2 separate regions of the Rattus norvegicus genome follow, and region 1 is linked to region 2. Evidence: chromatin contacts called from public Hi-C data. All regions are on one chromosome and are shown on one strand. Each heading gives the region's core, a stretch centred on a gene start, on an enhancer-like site or on the middle of the called end of the contact. The rest is flanking DNA. Distances are from core to core; before and after follow the strand shown. Region 1 has its middle 72 kb from the start of Avpr1a. Region 2 holds the start of Avpr1a (arginine vasopressin receptor 1A).

What was found. Hi-C and Micro-C count contacts between places; a contact is called where the count stands out from the background.
Region 1: a Hi-C map of the A7r5 cell line shows a contact between it and region 2, with 6 times the contacts expected there. The contact joins the enhancer-like site here to the promoter of Avpr1a in region 2. A contact is called at or near these places in 7 of 12 Hi-C or Micro-C datasets (the A7r5 cell line, the Rat2 cell line, Schwann cells and 3 more).

The regions. Positions count from the first base shown.
Region 1 is chr7:60,069,715-60,072,910 of GRCr8, forward strand. No RefSeq gene overlaps it. Among named protein-coding and RNA genes, the nearest start is that of Avpr1a, 72 kb to the left of the region's middle. Within about 2 kb of position 1,862, at least 6 of the 93 cell types and tissues checked have an H3K27ac peak or open chromatin away from gene starts, as enhancers often do. A contact at or near this core is called in the A7r5 cell line, where this site is marked.
Region 2 is chr7:59,998,199-60,001,336 of GRCr8, forward strand. It overlaps Avpr1a (arginine vasopressin receptor 1A), which reads left to right and starts at 1,545. Exons shown (of 2, transcript NM_053019.2): 1 at 1,545-2,773. The coding sequence starts at 1,786.

The sequences.
Region 1 (3,196 bases), core at 612-3,111, 72 kb after region 2:
CCAATCAGGGACAAGCATACATCCTGATGTATTTCCTGCCTACATCCAATTGGCGGCGGGCTAGTGTACAACATCCTGATGTATTTCCCGTACCTCCTGTCTACATCTCATCGAGCACATCCTTGGAAAAAGGGCTTATGAGTTAGAGGCATTTTTGTTTCATAGATCTCTTCAGCACAGTAATTAAAACTTAAAAGTTTTTAACCTTGGCTTTTGCAACTCTACTGATTCCAGACGTGAGGGTGTCTCTGAGAGTGACCACAGGTAGTCAAGTGACACCTCGGGGTCAGGGCTGAGGCCTTGCGGTAGGGCTACAGTGAGTCAGAGCCGTCTGTTACCTGCTTCCAGGCGGTAGTGCGGCTGGTAGTGCGGCTCGCGATGAGGTTGGCATGCCATACCGAAAGCGCCATACCCAAAGCACAATCAAGACCGTGTGACCGTAACCAAGGAGACCAGGAGACCAGAAACACAAATTCTAGGGAAGAGTTGAAAATCTCAGCCCAGAAAACAGTTTGTGCCCGGTATACAAGAATGCTTAAATGCGGCGGGTGGGAAGGAAAAAAAAAGAAAAGAAAAGAAAAGAAAAGGAATGCTTAAGTATTGATAGCTTTTACTTTTTTTAACTCATAACTAATTTTGCTACTGTTATAAATATATGCATATGAATTCATATGAATATATAATATAAATATCTGGTATGCAGGATATTGGATATGAGATCCCTGTGGAAGGGTTGCAATCCACAGGTTGAGAACCACTGCTGTAAAGCTATACATTAAAAATTATCAAATTAGGGGCTGAGAGATGGCTCAGTGGTTAAGAGCACTGACTGCTCTTCCAGAGGTCCCAGCAACCACATAGTGACTCACAGCCATCTATAATGGGATCTGATGCCCTCTTCTGGTGCGTCTGAAGACAGCAACAGTGTACTCACATGTAAAATAAATAAATCTTTAAAAAAAATATCAACTTAATGTTTACAAGCTTTTTTTTTTTAATTAACTGTAGGGAACAACCTGAGAGATGTGAGGTACTAACCTATAAATTTCTGGATGTAAGTAGAGCCCTGAAGGCATAAGCTGAGGAATACACGTAACAGTCTGCACTCTGTAAAGGCTCACAATGTCTCCACACACACATTTGCAGTAGACAAGTACATGATGGAGCCTAGAGCCTTGTTGGTCACGGGCGGAAGTGGAATTTGCAGATAAGTTAGGCCAGGAGACAGCATGCTCCGTGTAGTAATAGGTTAGAGGTGGACGGCTATGTTAAAAAAAAAAAAAGAAGAAGAAGCAACTGATGTGTGTGTGTGTGTGTGTGTGTGTGTGTGTGTGTGTGTGTGTACACGTATGGAGACATGCACACACATACCAGTGAGTATATGAGCATATACTCCCTTGATCTGCAAGTTGAAAGAGCCTAGAAATAGCAAGAACCAGGCCAAGGTTTCCTTCACTTCTGATGCCACTGATGTGATGGCCTCGGATCAACATCTGATTCTAAAACTAGGACAGGAAATAAAAGAAGTCAGCAGTGTCTTATAGGTCAGAAGGCTAAGCAATTGCTCCAATGGAGGGGAAAAGGCTTTACAGAATTTTGCCAAAGGGACGGGAAGCTTGAAAGAGTTCCCAGTCGTCAAAGCTAGGAGAGTTCAAGCAATAAAGTAAAGCAAATTATAAAACAAATACCCATAAATCAATAAACAGAAGGAAGTAAAGAAACATGTCTTTTACAGAATTACAAATAGTTTATGACAATATCCTCAAGGGGGAAGAATCTGAATTCCTACTTCCTAAATGCAGACTGCAAATGGTGACTCATTCCCAAAGAGGAGAGAGAAAATTTACAGTAAAGAAAGCTAGCAGGCATGTCCTGGGCTGGATGGTTAAGGCAGAAAGCACAGTGATAAGTCACATTGCTGGAATGTACTGTGTCAGAAATGGCTCTCACTCTGTCTGTCCTCTGTCTCTGTCTCTCTCTGTCTCTGTCTCTCTCTGTCTCTGTCTCTCTCTGCCTTTGTCTGTCTCTGTCTCTCTGTCTCTGTCTCTGTCTGTCTCTGTCTCTGTGTGTGTGTGTGTGTGTGTGTATGTGTGTGTGAGTTGATTGTTTCACACTGACCAAAGTGTGATCATAGTAAAGAAATGCAGCCTCTGGTTATAGATTTAGTAATGTGTTTAAAAACAATTCTCTAAGTACCAATGTTGGGGTACTTAGAGAAATCTCAGCTCGCGTCCAGACAGAACACACAAACCCAACATGGTTCTAAGTGGAAAGATTTAATGAGAGAAGAGTAGAAGTGGGGGCATAAGTAAAGGCCAGCCATGAGCACTTGGAGGGAAGGGGATGGATAGGGAGAGAAGGGACAAAGGGGAGAGGGCAAGAGAACAGAGAAGAGAGAGAAGAAAAGCAAGAATGAGAGAGAGAGCAAGAGGAAGAGGAGGGGGCAAGCAGCCCCCTTTATAGTCAGGCACAGCTGGCTGTTGCCAGGCAACTGTGGGGCAGGGCATACCTGGCTGTTGCCAGGTAGCTGTTGGGGTGGAGCTTAGACAGAATACCAACAACTAATGTGTTCTATATTAGGGGCTGCTTGTAGTTACAAGTATATAAAACAGTAGTTCTCAATGAAAATAGACAAATGTCAACTTAAAGCGAATCATCAAAATAGAAAGAAAAGGAAAAAAGTCTGCCCATCGATTCTCAACATAAAAGGGTGGGTAGAGTAAACAGCTCAGTCAAAGAGCTGTCTATGCAACCATGAGGGCCCAAGTTAACCCTCAGCTTGCATGTATGTGGTGTTTATGGTATGGTGACAACGTGCTATAATCCCTGTGCTGGGAAGGCAGACAGGTGGGTCCCTGGAGCTGGTAGAACAAACAGCTTAGTTTGTTCAGGCCAGGACAATAAGACATCTTGTTTTTAAACAATGTGTTTAAAAAAGGTGTCCAGTTCAAGGCTGTCAACATGGGTGTATAAATACACATGTATAAGTACACTTACATGTATACACAGAAAAAGCGTTCGTGCATGCGCGCGCACACACACACACACACACACACACACACACACGGGGGGGGGGGGTTGGCCTCTTCCTTCATTCAAAGGTCAATTAGAGACAACATCCCACAGTGGTGATTGGGGAAACAGACAATGTTCCTTCCATCTGCAAAGAACATCTTCTACTTCACAGAGATCTTGA
Region 2 (3,138 bases), core at 295-2,794:
TCATTCCCAGTTGTAAGATGCATAGACAGAGGCTGATCTAACCATGATAAAACTTGACTGACTCAATATGCCAAGCCCCTGGCTCTTATGTCATGGCCCTGGGTTTCTATACTCATGCATGGACTTATGTAGCAAAACTAACCTCACTGAAGAAAATCTTTTATGATTGTACTTCACAAAAGAAAACATTTTCCAGAAGCTATTAGGCTTGTACTATTGACACAACACACCAATGCTCTGACCAAGAAACTCGAGTTCCTGTCCCTTCATCTGTACCGTGGGTTTGTGTTTGTTTCAGCTTCAGAAACAGCGCCCCCTGCTGTCCTTGGTAGCATTCTCTCACCAGAGTTGGACAGCTGCTGGAGTCTCTAGGGTGTTTGTCTCCACAGCTGGACTCAGAAGGCCCGAGCAAATAACTAATTACTGGAGGCGGGAGTAGTCTTCTTTTCTTCCTTCCAAGTGCCTCGTTCCCTCTCCCTGACTACAGACAGACACAGACAGACAGACAGACACAGACAGACAGACAGACACGCGCGCGCGCACACACACACACACACACACACACACACACACACACGACAGAGATGTACAGAGAGAGGGAGAGGGAGAGACAGAGACAGACACTGAGACAGAGAAAGACAGACACACACACAGAGGAAACAGAAACAGAGACAAAGATGCACAGAGGGAGAGACGGAGACAGAGAGACAGCATAGACACACAGAAAGGGGGTGTGGAGGGGCAGTGGCAGGCAGGCAGGCAGGCAGACAGACAGACAGACAGACAGACAGACAGACAGACAGACAGACAGACAGACAGATGGAGGTAGACAGGCAGACCAGACACTGATCCTCAGCTCTCTCCGTCTGCTCCAAGAAATGTCAGCAGGATTTAGTCATTTAACTGGAAATGTCTCCACCAACCAGTGCAGCCCAGCTCTTGTCCCCTGCAGCTTTGGGAATTGGACTTCCTAGGGAAATGTCCACCGTTTCGGGTTCCCACTCAGTGTATGGAGTCAGCACGGTAGATTACACACACCCAGCAAGAGGACTGAAGGGTACAAGTGAGTGGGCCTTTCCTGTCCGCGAACGAAAGCAGGGTGAGGAAGTCACCAGAGAGGGAAGTCACGCGATTTTTATCCCCAAAGTGCAGGGGCAAACCGTGTGGGGAATAAAATCAGCCCGAGCGACCAGCCTAAGGAACCGTGCGCACCGGGCAGGGAACCTCAGGGCTGGGCAGACCCCAAGTCCAAAGTCTAAGGGTGCTGAGTTCGCAGGGACAGCAGACGATTTTACTACACCTGTTGACGCGCTACCTGGCTTTACATTCACTTATAAAGGAGGCTGGAGAAATCCTAAGAGCCCAGAGAAGTTTGGGGCAGCTCGGGAAAGCATCCTGCTCTGCAGAGGAATCCAGGAGTCTCAGCTCCACCCCTGCAGCAGTGAGGCAAAAGGGACAAATCACCAACGACTTGGAGGGGGTGGGGGGTAGGGGGTTGGGGACGGTCTCCAGCCACTAGGACGTGAGGGAGCGCGTCCTGAGGCAATCTAAGACTGCGCTGGGAGCTCAGAGAGTGGGCCCCCCTGCCTCAGGACCAGACAGAAGTAGGGACATGTTTGAATATCCCATTTAAAACCACTCTGCACGCACCGGATTGCGCAGCCTAGAGACGGAGGGAGGGAAGGAAGGACAGAGCGCAGAGCTTAGAACTCGGATCCTCCGGTCCTCGGTGGAGAGGAGGAAGCAGCCCACGGGGCAGGGCCTCCCAGGCTCTGTACGGACAGCATGAGTTTCCCGCGAGGCTCCCAGGATCGGTCCGTGGGCAACTCCAGCCCGTGGTGGCCTCTAACCACCGAGGGCTCCAACGGCAGTCAGGAGGCAGCCAGGCTTGGGGAAGGTGACAGCCCGCTGGGGGACGTACGCAATGAGGAGCTGGCCAAACTGGAAATCGCTGTGCTGGCAGTGATTTTTGTGGTGGCTGTGCTGGGCAATAGCAGTGTGCTGCTGGCGCTGCATCGCACGCCACGCAAGACATCCCGCATGCACCTCTTTATCCGACACCTCAGCCTGGCAGACCTGGCGGTCGCCTTCTTCCAAGTATTACCGCAGCTATGCTGGGACATCACCTACCGCTTCCGCGGGCCGGACTGGCTGTGCCGCGTGGTGAAGCACCTGCAGGTGTTTGCCATGTTCGCGTCTGCCTATATGCTGGTGGTGATGACAGCCGACCGCTACATCGCCGTGTGCCACCCGCTCAAGACCCTGCAGCAGCCGGCGCGCCGCTCGCGCCTCATGATCGCCACCTCTTGGGTGCTGAGTTTCATACTAAGCACGCCACAGTACTTTATATTCTCTGTGATCGAAATCGAGGTGAACAATGGCACTAAAACCCAAGACTGCTGGGCTACCTTCATCCAGCCCTGGGGTACCCGCGCCTACGTGACCTGGATGACCAGCGGTGTCTTCGTGGCACCTGTGGTCGTCTTGGGTACATGCTATGGCTTCATCTGCTACCACATCTGGCGCAACATCCGCGGAAAGACAGCGTCCTCGCGACACAGCAAGGGTGACAAGGGCTCTGGGGAGGCCGTGGGTCCCTTTCATAAGGGGCTTTTGGTTACACCTTGTGTCAGCAGCGTGAAGAGCATTTCCCGCGCCAAGATCCGCACTGTGAAGATGACCTTTGTGATTGTAAGCGCCTACATCCTTTGCTGGGCGCCTTTCTTCATTGTCCAGATGTGGTCAGTCTGGGATGAGAATTTCATCTGGACCGGTATGTACTGAGACTATGAAAGAGACGTGTGTGTGTGTGTGTGTGTGTGTGTGTGTGTGTGTGTGTCTGTGTCTGTGTCTTTGTGTGTGTGTCTGTATGTCTGTGTGTGTGTGATGTGTGATATTTAATAGTACCTGTTTAATAATTAAGGTTCTATATAAGAATGGAAGTCTCCTATGTCCTTATCATGAAAATAAATGAACAAAATTGCAAATTCCTGGGGTCTCCACCACCCCAGGTACATTGGGGCCTAGGACTCAGCATCTGCAGCATATGTAACCCCCCTAAGGCCGCCAGCTGTGCCTAGAGTCACTAGTTGCAAAACACTTGTGACATTTTGCCAAATCACTTAGGCTTCTTGGATA